Regions from separate parts of the Muntiacus reevesi genome. Here region 1 is linked to region 2. A link is a contact called in public Hi-C data. All regions are on one chromosome and are shown on one strand. Each heading gives the region's core, a stretch centred on a gene start, on an enhancer-like site or on the middle of the called end of the contact. The rest is flanking DNA. Distances are from core to core; before and after follow the strand shown.

What was found. Hi-C and Micro-C count contacts between places; a contact is called where the count stands out from the background.
Region 1: a Hi-C map of blood shows a contact between it and region 2, with 3 times the contacts expected there. The contact joins the promoter of METTL5 here to the promoter of PPIG in region 2. A contact is called at or near these places in 2 of 3 Hi-C or Micro-C datasets (blood and muscle).

Annotation. Positions count from the first base shown.
Region 1 is chr3:243,700,317-243,707,881 of mMunRee1.1, reverse strand. METTL5 (methyltransferase 5, N6-adenosine) reads left to right here and starts at 4,117. Exons shown (of 6, transcript XM_065931729.1): 1 at 4,117-4,525; 2 at 6,075-6,189; 3 at 6,561-6,742; 4 at 7,488-7,565. The coding sequence starts at 4,417.
Region 2 is chr3:243,552,058-243,559,135 of mMunRee1.1, reverse strand. It overlaps PPIG (peptidylprolyl isomerase G), which reads right to left and starts at 2,383. Exons shown (of 15, transcript XM_065931715.1): 1 at 2,245-2,383. FASTKD1 (FAST kinase domains 1) reads left to right here and starts at 6,220. Exons shown (of 15, transcript XM_065931705.1): 1 at 6,220-6,307.

The sequences.
Region 1 (7,565 bases), core at 2,868-5,367, 150 kb before region 2:
TCCAGGAAAGAGCATATGTGCAATGTCGTAAGCTAAACTAGCAACTTGAAAAAAAAAAAAATTGTGGCAAACTATACATAACAACAAATGAACTTATTTCCAAAACAGAAAGACACCCCCAGACACAGAAAACAAACTTACAGTTACCAAAGCGGGAAGGGGGGCAGGGGGAAGGATAAACTAGGAGGTTGAGATTAACATATATATATACACACTACTATTTACGAAATAAATAACCAACAAGGGCCTACTGTGGAGCACAGGGAATTATACTCAATATTACATAACAATCTATGGGGAAAAGAATATACATAGCTAATATTATGCTTAATAGCCAACATTTTCTGTAATATAGACAATATTACTCTAAAATCTATATGAAATGGCAAAGGAATTGGAATAGCTAAAATAACTTATAAAAAGAATAAAGTGGGAGGAACCGGCCTACCCAATTTCAAGATGCACTGTACAGCTTCAGTAATCAGGACTACATGGTACTAGAGGATGTATGGACACATAAAACAATGGAACAGATTAGAAAATCCAGAAATTGACCCACACAAACACATTGAATTTTCACAAAGGTGCAAAAATAACATTGGAGAAATTACAGCCTTTTAAACAAATGGTGCAGAAGCAAATGGACAGTCATAGGGAAGGGGGTTAAAGCCTCTAACTAAACATGATGTGTGTGCGTTCGGTCTCTTCAGTCACATCCAACTCTTTGCAACGCGACCAGGCTCCTCTGTTCATGAGATTCTGTATACAAGTTTCCACAATTTTACTTGCAATAAATGAAAACTTAAAGCAACCTAGATGTTCTCCAGTGAACGAACATTTGGTATATCCATACCATAGCAGCAAAAAGGTACAAGCTACTGATACACACAACAACTTAGAAAGATCTCCAGAAAATTATGTTAAATTTAAAAAAGCCATTCTCAAAAGTTTGTATACCTATACTTCCATTTACATAAAATTCTTGAAATGACAAGATTCTAGAAATGGAAAACAGATTAGTAGTTGCTAGGGGTTAAAAACTAGTGAGGACTGGAATGAAGTAGGTATGGCTAAAAACGAGTAACACGTGTGAAGGACCTTGGAGATCATGGAAATGCTGTCTTGACTCTATCTGTCAATCCTGGGTGTGATACTGTACTCCAGTTGTGCAAACTGTTACTGTAAGGGGCAACTGGGTAAAAGATACACAGTATCTCCATGTGCTGTTTTTCATGATTACATATGAATCTACAATTATCTCAAAATAAAATTTTAAATTCAGTTTTTAAAAATAGAACAACACAAAAAGTACCTCAACTGGCACTAGAGGTAAAAAACCGACCTGCCAATGCAGGAAACAAGAGACTCTGGTTCAATCTCTGGGTCCAGAGATCTCCTGGAGAAGGAAATGGCAACCCACTCCAGTATTCTTGCCTGGAGAATCCCATGGACAGAGGAACCTGGCCGGCTACAGTCCATGGGGTCGTAAAAGATTCAGACACGACTGTTCTAGGTATCTGGCTAGTCTGGGTAATCTATTTAGCTCAAATTGCTTACTCTATCTACTCTCTCTCAAAAGATACCACCATCAACAAATATTTATTAGGCATTTGTTATGTGACAGGAACTTTATGCACTACCTTTACCTGCTAAGAACTTTACTCATTTAATCCTCATAACAGATAACTTTGAATTCTATTTTTCATATTAAGTAGCAACCTCAGACACTGCCCTCTCTACTTCATCTGCATGCCTCCACAACCTTTTTTCTCTTCCATTGATAATAAAAAGAAGGGTTCACTCCCCAAACTAAGGGCAAACTTTTCACGTAATTACTGTATCCTTCCCTCTCAGGATCGTGACTCCATCCAATATCCTTGTTTTTGCATTTTGAACCCCTGCCTTTCAACTACTCCTCAGTCAGTTCAGTTAGTTAGTTCAGTCACTCAGTCGTGTCCAACTCTTTGCGACCCCATGAATCGCAGCACGCCAGGCCTCCCTGTCCATCACCAACTCCTGGAGTTTACTCAAACTCATGCCCATTGAGTCGGTGATGCCATCCAACCATCTCATCCTCTGTCGTCCCCTTCTCCTCCTGCCCCCAATCCCTCTCAGCATCAGGGTCTTTTCCAATGGGTCAACTCTCCGCATGAGGAGGCCAAAGTACTGGAGTTTCAGCTTCAACATCAGTCCTTCTAATGAACACCCAGGACTGATCTCCTTCAGGATGGACTGGTTGGATCTCCTTGCAGTCCAAGGGAATCTCAAGAGTCTTCTGCAACACCACAGTTCAAAAGCATCAATTTTTTGGTGCTCAGCTTTCTTCACAGGCCAACTCTCATGTCCATACTTGATCACTGGAAAAACCATAGCCTTGACTAAACAGACCTTTGTTGGCAAAGTAATGTCTCTGCTTTTTAATATGCTATCTAGCTTGGTCATAACTTTCCTTCCAAGGAGTAAGCATCTTTTAATTTCATGGCTGCAATCACCATCTGCAGTGATTTTGGAGCCCCCAAAAATAATGTCTGACACTGTTTCCACTGTTTCCCCATCTATTTCCCATGAAGTGATGGGACCAGATGCCATGATCTTAGTTTTCTGAATGTTGAGCTTTAAGCCAACTTTTTCACTCTTCTCTTTCACTTTCATCAAGGGGCTTTTTAATTCCTCTTCACTTTCTGCCATAAAGGTGGTGTCATCTGCATATCTGAGGTCATTGATATTTCTCCGGGCAATCTTGATTCAGCTTGTGCTTCTTCCAGCCCAGCATTTCTCATGATTTATTCTGCATATAAGTTAAACAAGCAGGGTTACAATATACAGCCTTGACATACTCCTTTTCCTATTTGGAACCAGTCTGTTGTTCCATGTCCAGTTCTAACTGTTGCTTCCTGACCTGCCTACAGGTTTCTAAAGAGGCAGGTCAGGTGGTCTGGTATTCCCATCTCTTTCAGAATTTTCCACAGTTTATGGAGTTCCAGTTGAGCTATTTCAAATCTTGAAAGATGATGCTGTGAAAGTGCCGCACTCAATATGCCAGCAAATTTGGAAACCTCAGCAGTGGCCACAGGACTGGAAAAGGTCAGTTTTCATTCCAATCCCAAAGAAAGGAGATTCCCAAAGAATGCTCAAGCTACTGCACAATTAGACTCATCTCACACGCTAGTAAAGTAATGCTCAAAATTCTCCAAACCTGGCTTCAGCAATATGTGAACCGTGAACTTCCGGATGTTCAAGCTGGTTTTAGAAAAGGCAGAGGAACCAGAGATCAAATTGCCAACATCCGTTGGATCATCCAAAAAGCAAGAGAGTTCCAGAAAAACATCTATTTCTGCTTTATTGACTATGCCAAAGCCTTTGACTGTGTGGATTACAACTACTCCTACTCTGTCTGAATTTAGATATGTTCACGAATATTCCCATCAATTTAAAAATAAAAAGCTTCCCGCAACCTTACTAAACATCAACCATTCTCACTCTTCTTGCAGCCACTTTTCGTAAAAACTGTTTCTATTTATTCTTCCTACTTCCTTAACTTTAGTCCCTAATCCCGTACAAACTGGCTTCTGCTCCCACCCCATGAAAGCCTAATTTCTTTCAGCAGTTGACACCACTTCCCATTCCTTAATCTAAGCCCTTTCTTGTTTGGGCTTCTCTGACATCACCGCTCTGTGAGAGCTGAAGTAAGTGACACAATTGACCTAAAAAGAGGGAAACAAAGTAGGACAAGAGACTAGCAAAGAAAGAAAAGGTGAGTGGAGGTTGCTAATTTCTGAACGGGGACTTGGGACACAGAACGCAGAAAGGGCCACCGTGGGCGCTAAAACAAAGTGAGATATTCACCATCACCTTCATCCTCTTTCTCCCTTCTTCTTTTAAGGGCCTGATGGTACTCAAGGAAAAACTACAGGGTAATGGCCACTCGAGAGACGGCGGGAGCCGGCCCTGAGGCTTCGACAAGGGTGGGCACTCCCTGTGGCGCGGCCTCCACCAAGTTGGCGGCGGCGGCGGCGCTCGGGTGTCGGCGGAACCCGTGCGCGAGGCCGCTGTTGCAGGTCGGCGCGGGGCCGCTGGGGGGCGGACGCGTGTGCGCGTGCGTGGCGGCCCTTCCGGCCCGGGCAGAGGCGAAGCAGCTTCTGGATGTGCGGGAACGTGACGTGTGGATCCCGCGGCGACTCCAGTCGTGTAGCCGTGCGGGATACCTTGTAGGCGGGTTGAAGCCTGGCCTCGGCCTCCACCCGCCGCTGGCGCTAGGAGGAGAGCGGGAACCCCCTGGGCTGGGTGTCCTCAGCTTGGCCCTCAGCCAGCGCCGCTGAAAAAGATACGGGGGATAGGGGTTGGTGGGGAGATGCAGGCGAAGTAGGTTTCTCTACAGATCCAGCGCCTTTAAACCCTGCGCACACTTTTTTAAAAATGAAGAAATTAAGGCTTAAGGAACTAGAGAGTCGCCTGCAACAAGTGGATGGATTCGAAAAGCCCAAGCTCCTTCTAGAACAGTATCCAACCAGGCCGCACATTGCAGGTAGGGCGGCTGCTGATCACGCCCTTGTGTTGTGGGTTAGGGCTGTCTACTCTTTCTTATAACGAAAATAAGACAATTATTTGGATACAAGAATGTCTAGAGTAGTTTCGCTCTAAGATTTCACGGTACGTGGGAGAGAACTTCCTTAACACTGCAGCTGAAAACATCCCACACACAGGACACGCTGTCGTTTTACTGTTTGGTTTTCTGCATACCCCTTAATACTGTTAGACATCTTTTTAATGTGTTTATTAATCTCATTTCACAATTAACTCCCTGAAGGCAAAAATGTGCTGGTTTTGTTCACACAATTCCCAGTATTTAGAGTTCCTTATACTACTTAGGAGCTCAGTAAATATTTGCTAAATTAGGATCAGTTTCCTAGTGCAACGAATTTGCCAGGGCAAGAATTCCTGCGCGCTATACTCTGCCCTAGAAATGAATACTAAAGTTGGTAATAGAAAGACTTGAGTTTTAACAAATTCAAAATAGGCGCAATATTAAAAATGAGGATGCATTTAAGTTTTAACAAATGATCTGAGAATCAGTAATGTTGCTTAATAAAGATTGGTACTGGAAGTAAAAGAACACAGGAAAAACCATTATATTAATAAACATATTACCAAAGTCATTGAGAGAGTCTTTGGAAGATTAAGTTGTCAGGAACACCAGCTGGGAGGAATCCCCTTAACTTCAACATAGTTCTGTTTCTAAGCTGCTAAAGAAAGTCAGGGGGAAAAGCGTGTACCCGCACTTCACTCCAACATATTTGTCATAATTCCAATCAAAAGTTGCACAAAATTGTATCTGGGGTAAGACCAGTTTTCCCAGTGTAGATAATGATTTCTTTAATGTCTTCTGGCTGTAGTGAAATCGTTTTTTCCCCCCAAATAAGAATCAGTTGTTTGAAACCCACTGTGTAAACATACACATAGTTGTGCTAGTTCTTTGAGATACTATCTCTAAAGACATTAACACTGCAGCAGTAATCAACAGCACAGTCAGTCTGAAACATCCCGGTTATTGTGTGTTTTGATAAAACCTCTGGATCCTGGGGCATCAGTGATGGCCAGCAACCTTTGGTAGATTCAGAGATAGGCAGGGAGGTGTCAGTGGATATTACTCATGCTTAACCTCCATATATTCCCCACCTTCGTGTATTTAAAAGATCCCTTTCCCATCTCAGCAGCCTCTGTTCTGCTCCTCAATAGTTCTCTTACCAAGTTTCATTAGTAGATATTGTTTCTGTAGATCATATGTGTGTGAATATTTGTGTCTAAAGGCTATATTGTGGATGTAGGTCTTTTCCTTTCCTATTCTAGCTTAATAACACAGAATATTATGATGACTTGAACTTTCTTCTCCAGTTGAGGATTTGTGTAAAGAAAATTTAATTATATGTTATTATTTTTAAACCTGGAACATGAATTTGGGGGAGAACTTAATAATGCAAGAGGAGAAATTGTTTTATAAAGGGTCATTTGCACAAATTGGATTTTTGGTCATCCACTTGCCTACTTACTCCTTAATATATTTTTTGATCTTTCAGCATGTATGCTCTATACAATCCATAATACATATGATGACATTGAAAATAAAATGGTTGCAGATCTAGGATGTGGCTGTGGAGTGCTTAGCATTGGAACTGCAATGCTAGGAGCAGGGTATGTGATCCACTATATTTCTATTTTAGTATGGGGTAGTTTTAATAAGAGTAAATAAAATCAACTGAATTATATTTATGAGACTCTACAGTACATGATGAGAGGAACAAGAATCCAATACTGAGTACATTTTGAATGGGCAGAACATCAAAACAAACTTTAAAAAAACCCAAAAAACGGTAACAGCAGCAATTAGAAGCCTATGTTTTAGATGAACCTGAGTTTCCAACCCCTGACAGTTTAGGAAATCATGCTGTTGAAAGGCATCACTCACTGTCACTTGGCCAGTTGGGTTAAAATGGTACATGGTTTTGGTTTTGTTGTTTTGATTTAGGATCTATAAGTATTTACTTTGTGTTTTATATTTATAGGTTATGTGTTGGATTTGACATAGATGAAGATGCATTGGAAATATTTAATAGGAATGTAGAAGAGTTTGAGTTAACAAATGTAGATATGGTTCAATGTGATGTATGCTCATTATCTGACAGAATGCCCAAATCATTTGATACAGTAATTATGAATCCTCCTTTTGGGACCAAAAATAATAAAGGTTAGTAATAAGAATCAGCTGTGCTGGTATCTTTGTAAAAAAGCAAGTTTTAAAAACCATTTTTTCATTGGATTGTTTGGTTAAGTGACTTTATCACTGTTCATTAAATAAACCAGTCTCTTACCTGTGTGATTATTACAGTTTCAATCTCTGTTTAATGCATGACTAGAGAACTGAATTTTTCAATCTTTGTTTTCATAAATTTGTGCTAAGTGAACAAATTTATTCACTTATTTATTCTTCATCTGATTCCTAGAATGATTTACCTCTTTTGAAAATTTCTCATAAAGTGTTTTATACCTTTAAAACCTCTTTTTAATGCCTCAACATTCAAAGATTTCAGTAACAATGACTTACTGTGGCTATTTATTTTATCTGTTTTGTGGGCAAGGAGGGTAAGGAGTGAGTAACAAGAGGAAAAGACATGCATAGTTTAAAAAGCCCTCCCTCCACCTGCCCCCACCATTCTGATTACTACTTTACCTGTTCTCTTCTGCCTTCTTTGAAAGTTGTTAATTTGGAATATATTAAAATTTTTACTTTAGCCTCATTTAAATGAGACAGTATAATTCTGATTTTATTCCATCAACCTTAAAAGATATTTAGACATCTTAGGTATTTGTACCCTGTCTTGTTACAGAAAGAATTTGAAACAGCTATTTTGGAGTTTGAAAAAAAATGTTTCCAAATCCCCAGTATTCCTTTAACCTTCTATTTTGATAACAGTTTTTTCTATTTTTAACAGGGACAGATATGGCATTTCTGAAGACTGCTTTGGAAATGGCAAGAACAGCAGTATATTCTCTACACAAATCCTCAACTA
Region 2 (7,078 bases), core at 1,134-3,633:
GTAGTATATTTCAAGATGCAAGATTTGCCTTAAAGAAATAAAAATATACGGAGTTCTTATGGAGACCATATATTCATTAAACCAGGTCAAAACCACTGACACTTAAATGAAAACTAAAAACTGGTACTAATATTAAAGACAAAAAAGAAGAAAAAAAACTGTGTAGCAGGGAGATTTGCAATAAACTCTTCAAATAACTTGAATTAATTATCTGTGGATTCGAACTACATATAACAAGTAAGACACCTTAGTACATGAGGATACAGAGAATAAATAATACATTCTAATCCTGTTGAAATATCCTATAAATAAAACAATGAGGGAAAACATCAACATATATTTCTTAAAAGAGCAACACTTGAAGAATTGTAGATGGTGCCCTGACAGCTAGTAGAACTAGTTCATCCTACTATGAACTATTACCAATTTCCCGATGTATGGGAGAATGGATGCTGCCTGACAGGAAATCGAACTTAAAATATGCAAAATATCAAAAGAATAAAGTCTTTACCTAAAGAACACAGATACTGCAAGACCACAGTATCAAGCACCAAAAATGAAAGGCCTTTAATAAGTCACAATAAATGTAACGTATGCTTTTCCCTCATAGGGGAACCACTGAGCTCTTACTCAAAGCTAATTTTACACAGAATTTTAACAAAGTTGAATATTTACTTTTGAAGCCCACGGCTTGATAATAGCCTGAAATTAGAATATAATTTTATAGATGAAAAAAATAGTGAGGTTCAGAAAGATGGCTGGATCAGAAAAGAACTCAAAATTTCTAACCTTGTAAGTTTGCTTACTTATACACTCCTGACAACAGGGGAAGGCAACCCTGACAAAAGTTCGCAAAAGCAAAAACCTTAAAAAGTAAACAAAATTTTTAAAAAGGCACAGAATCCTACTACAAGACAAGACGCCATTAGGATCTCAGGACACCAATACTCTTGAACCATAAAGAAAACGTTAAGGTAAAGGGAGCTCTGTTTAAAACAGATGTATGTAATTTCTTATAGAGAAGATCCCATCTTAAATGATTAAACTAAAAAAAAAAAAAAAAAGGAGGGGGGATAAAACGGGTAAATTTTCACATAAATAAAAAACATGAATTAGAGAAACAGCCATTCTTTTTCTGGATTTTTTACCGCGACTTCAAAACTGATTTTACACACCCCCTCTCCATCATCGGTACAAGCCGGCCATTCTTTGCCAAACGGTAATCCACAGACTCACTTTTTCTATCTGGTTTTGACTACTGAAATTTAAGCATACCCCCTAATTTCCACATTTAATTGTTCCTTGGACGCATTTCTGACCACTACTGCAAACACTTGGTCCTGCATAAAGTATCATTGTGATTAGAAATGAAAATCAATGCACAAAATGGTGCTTTTATAACATTTTCAAAACGACTAAGAGTTTCCCATTCCTGCAGACCTCGATTCAGCACCTTAAAAGACTAAAGACGAGCCAAATTCGCACACTTCCCCCAAAGCATTTGGAATTCCGAAGCCATCACCTTCTTCCAAGAGTAATTCCTCCTAAAAGGCCTGCGCTGCTCACAGTTCTTCGGAAACGTGGGAGAACTTGGGAGTCAGTTCTGGGATAGAAGGGAAGAGCCTGGATTGGAGTTTGGGGAGAACTAAGTGGCCTGTGCCACTACACTACGCAAGATAGTCGCTACGAGAGAAAAAGGTCGGAGCAGGGGGAAAGCCTCTCTTCGTTCTAATCTTAACCTGAGATCCAGGCTCCCCGCCTGCCACTCTCCACCCCTAATCTGACAGGATGGCAGGTAACGCGTCCCGTTGCCCCACCTATCCTCCCACCTACCCCGCATTCGTGCTCGGTCTTACGATTTTGAAGCATCAAAATCACCCCGGTTCCCTAGAGTTCAGGCCACCGTCGCTGCCGCCATATTACAGCTTGTGCGGCAAAATGCGTCAGGGAGGGAGGTGTGCGCCCGAGAAGGGAGGGCGGGGGCTGGCAGGGGGAGGGCCATCTTCCAGGTCCGGAAGGCACAGCTGGAAGCCCTCTCCAGCAGCACCTGCTGCAAAGCTAGCGCCACGATCCTCGGGGACCCCTCTGGGGTCGGGCAGCCCCAATATCTTGAGAGCAAGACGGTTAAATCGGTCTGGGCCTATCGCGCCGGCTCCGCCCCTCTTCTAGGGCCCTTCCCGCTCTCGCACCCCGACACTGCTGCAAAGGACAGTACCGAAACAACACAGGCCCTGCGTCACCTACTTGCACCAGTCCAGTCTCCTCTTCCCGGGGTCCGGTCCTTTAAAGCGCTTCAAATCTACCGCCGCCAGAAAAGGCGCTAAAGACCACTAACCGCCTCCCTCCCCCCACAACCCAGTCCCGGCGTGGAGGGGAAACGTCGCGCCGGAAATACGTCACTTCTCGGTGGCCCGCGTCTTTTGGTGATCCCTTGCTTGCGTTACCTCACCCTCCCTGGAGTTCTAGGATTTTTGGAGCGAGTTAAATGCCTGGCCCATAGGTAGCTTAATGGTTTTTGTGTAAGTCGATTGACAGCGTTTGTAACCGTTAGAATGCCCAGTCGTTCGTCAAATGAAGGCTTCACTTAATAAACATTGATTGAGCCTCTGCCAGGGTATTGGGAAGGAGACCCTACTTTCAAAGAGCTTCCCAGGACAGGTTCTAGTTAATGCTGTGACACACATTAAAAAAAAAAAAAATGAACAAAGTGCTATTTGAGGAAAGGAGGAAATTATAGAGGACATTGACGCCCTTTGTTGTCTTTTAAAATTTTTCTCATAGCAACCCCATGATATGTTATTATCCTTGTTTCACAGATAAAGAAATTGAGGCTCAAGGAAGATAAGTGCCTTCCCAAATACATTGTTCCCAAATACCAAAGTAAGGCTTTGACTCCAAATCCAGTGCTTTCTGGGGAGAATACTATTTAGGACATATGTTGCTATTTAATTGTTTCAAGAGGTTAAGAGTTCCTAGATTGTTAGAATTATAATAATTCCCCCTGATATTCAGGGGAGTTGAGGGCAGTCATTGTGAAGATAGCCATGTGTTTTAAAGAAAACAGCTCCCTTGTGGTGGTTAGTGTTATGTGTCAACTTGGCTAGGATATGGTGCCCAGTTATTTGGTCAAAGAATAGTCTAGATGTGGTTCCCAAGGTATATTTTAGATGTGATAAACATTTACAATTCCAAGACTTAAAGTAAAGCAGGGTGGGACTCATCCAATCAGCTTAAGGCCTTGAGAGCAGAGGCTGAGATTTCCTAAGGAAGAAAAGCATTATGCCTCAAGATGACATTGTAGAAACTTTGCGTGGGTTTCCAACATGCTTGGCCTGCTGTGTTGATTTCAAACTCATGACTGCAATATCAACTCTTATGTGCACTTATAGCCTTCTCACCCACCCTACAGATTTCAGACTTTCCAACCCCCACAATTGTAAGCCAATTCCTTACAATAAATCTGTTTTTCTGTAAAAACAAACAAAAAGAAACAGAGGACTTAGATTTTATTATTGTATGAAAAGAAAGTTACAATCATTAAAAATTTTCACTCCTTTTTCTTTGGTAAATTAGTAATTATCAACAACAGCTGAGCATGTGGTAGGTACACTTAAGGGTCTTCACTGGTTTTATTAGCTGTAAAACTGAGAGGACAATCTTGGCCACTTTAAGCCATTGCTTTCATTGCAGGAAAGTAGCGTCATACTCATCTTCAAACAATTTAGAGGTTATGTGAGTTCACACTTTGCAGTGAGGAGGGCAATTCTTTAAAATTCTAATTTATAGTGGGCAGTATATTGAGATAGATTTTTTAAAGCATTGGTTTGACTTTTGTTAATTCAGATTCCTTAGAATATACTTTTATTTAGCTGTGATATACAAATTCATTTCTTAGATTTCTACTTGTAGAGGTAATGTGTAACATTGCTATGACATTGGTGTAGTTTCCCTCTTTCTCATACATTCAGTTAGAGACAATCTTTGAGGATATAGTACAGATTATACCGTAGTTAATATTTTGAGGTGTGCAAAGGTAGTATTACTAATTTGTTCCAGGATATACTTTTTTCTTAGAGAGATAGACTTTTATATGAAGTGACTAAAGAATTATTTAATAGTAAAGTATTAATAATTACTTAGATATAGTATACTTTATAAATGGTCACATTTTAGAGGATTCCTGAAAGAAGTCTTGAAGCATCTTTACAAATGTCAATTCAAAGACTGGTGGCTGGTGGTGAACTATGACAAAGTTTTCACTATTCTTTTCTTAAGAAGAGTTGTTTTTAGGGGAAATTCCCTGCTGACCCAGTGGTTAGGACTCTAGCGCTGTCACTACTGGGACCCTGGGTTCAATTCCTGATCAGGGAACTAAAATCCCAAAAGCCACATCTTTTCTTAGACTGTGGTAGTTGCTTTCTTTATCCAGATGTCCTTACTTAAACGAATGAAAAACTGGTGTGCTTTGCTGGGTCCTAAACATGTTGAAAGTTCAATGGCCTTTGAAATCCAAAACTTTCCCAAATAAATTTGACATGGTTTATTGTTCCAAGAAGGAAGCTCTTGCAAGTAAAAGGAAGTATTACCTCCAACAATATGGTGGCTTAAGGAACAAAGGACTTATTTCTGTCTTAAATAACAGGTCTGGTGAGTGGGCCAGATCAAAGGGCAACTCCCCTCCGCATAGTCAGTCAGGACATTACGTTCCTTACATGTAATTCCAACCTACTCCAGGGCCTCGACATTGCATGATTAGGTTAGAATGTGTTGCCTTGAGTTTCAGCCATCAGGAAAACATTACAAAAACTAAGATCCTGGCATCCCATACCATCACTTCATGACAAGTAGAGAAGTGGAAACAGTGACAGATTTTATTTTCTTGGGCTCCAAAATCATTGCAGATGAAAATCACTGCAGACGGTGACTGCAGCCACAAAATTAAAAGATGCTTGCTCCTTGGAAGAAAAGCTATGACAAACCTAGACAGTGTATTAAAAAGCAGAGACATCACTTTGTCAACAAAGGTTCATATAATCAAAGCTATGGTTTTTCCAGTAGTCACGTATGGATGTGAGAATTGGGCCATAAAGAATACTGTCACTATCATTTAGGCCTGTTGTTGCTGGGAGCTGGTCTGGCACTCATAGCTTAGCCTTGGTATTTCTGCTGAACATAACAATTGCACAGAATACCAACATGAAACAAGGCCACTTTCTGACTGATGTATCAAGACCAAGACAAGACCATACCGTAATCATACATGAACTTAGACAAAACACAGTAGTGTCCAAACCACAAAAAATGACCAAACATCTATCTGTTGTGGCTAGTAGGAGTGACAGCTGCTTCTTTACCAATCCCAACTTTAACTTAGCTTCATTCTTTGTGCCTTCTAGATAAAATTTATTAAGATGCCCGGTAAATTCCTCATAGTAGCCAATCTAGAGCAAAATCCCTGTTAAACTTCTTCAAGATAATACAAGGCCAAACATTGACTGTGGTGATGTTCCACAACTCTGAATTACAAAAAGTCACTGAATTTTACACTGTGAATGGGTGAATTGTATGGTGTGTAAATAATTTCTCAATAAAGCTGTTAAAAACATTTGTGGTCTAGAACTGGTACCTGTCTGCCATGACACAGTGCAGAAATGGAGAGAAGTTTTGACGCTTTCAAAGTCATTCCATAGCTATTCCATACATGTTGAATATAATAAGAAATAAAAATCTGCACGTCTTTTCCACATTTAAGTTTTCATATTTCACTTTTCTAAATATTCATTTATATTGTATGTTATAAAAATATCAGTGTTTCATGGACTGGCAGAAAACCTCTTATGGTTGAGAAACAAGTACCCTAAAGACTTCCCTGGTGGCTCAGTGGTAAAGAATCCACCTGCCAATGCAGGACACGCAGGTTTCATCTCTCGGTCAGAAAGAGCCCCTGAAGAAATGGCATCCCAGTCCAGTATTTTTGCCTGGGAAATCCATCTCATGGACATAGGAGCCTGGTGGACTATAGTCCATGCAGTCACAAAAGAGTCCCACACCACTTAGTGACTAAACAACAAGGACCTATAATTACAATGGTTTACGACGTGCTACCCAAGTCTCTCTCAAAGAGGAACTACAATACCCAGAATTCCCCTAAAATGCGTTTGCCACGTCTATTCCACGACCCTCGACGCGAGGTCCCCTGGGGCATGTAGTGCATGCTATTGGCCGTACACGCTGGGCTCCCTCGGCCTTTTTTTCCGGGTTTTGGAAAGGACACCACCAGAAGAAACGTCTGGGATAGAAGGGAGGCGTGAGTGACATTAACCAAGCCCTGTTGCGTGCCATGCTAGGGGACCAGGAATAGCAGTGAGTTCTGAGCCTTCCCCGCGATCCTCCAGAAAAGTTCTCTGGCGTTGAGGAAAGAATGTGCCCGCAAATCAGGATCGGGTGACGGCGATAGGTTTTCTTCTTGTACCCAGCACGTTTCGGTTCCGGGGTACAGAGTTTGGAGGCTTCCTTCCAGGTGTTGTATTTCCCGGAGCGCAGAGGACTAGGGCAGGGCTGAGCTCTCTCCCTGCGGGACCCGGAGACCACATTCGTTCAGCGCCACTGTGTGCCAAGCGCCGAGGATGCCTGCCGTTTTCAAAGGGTGCTGCTGCGCTATATACCCTGCACTATACCTGTTCGCGGCGGGTACCTGCCTCTATAGTCCCGAGATCCCTCCTTTGGTAGAGTGAGTTTCCCAAGGTCGGTTAGCTGGGTCGGTTAGACTTGACGCTGGTATTCTAAGCCGTGAGCTGCTTCGTCTTTCAGCTGTAGACAGGCAGGAGATTCTTGAAGATACCTTTGCTTTGTGCGGGGATTTTTGTGTATGTGTGTGTCGCAAGTCAGGCTGGGTCAGGATTCAGGGCAGATTGCCACAGAGTAGCCAATATTGTCTCATCGTTTATCCTTCCGTGCAGACAGCTTGGCATAGCGATAGAGAGGATTCTGAGGCATACTTTTAAAATTGGTTTGTTCATGTAATGAGGCTGTTCAGGTTGAAAGAGTGAAAGGACTATGTGGTTGTCCCAGCTTCATT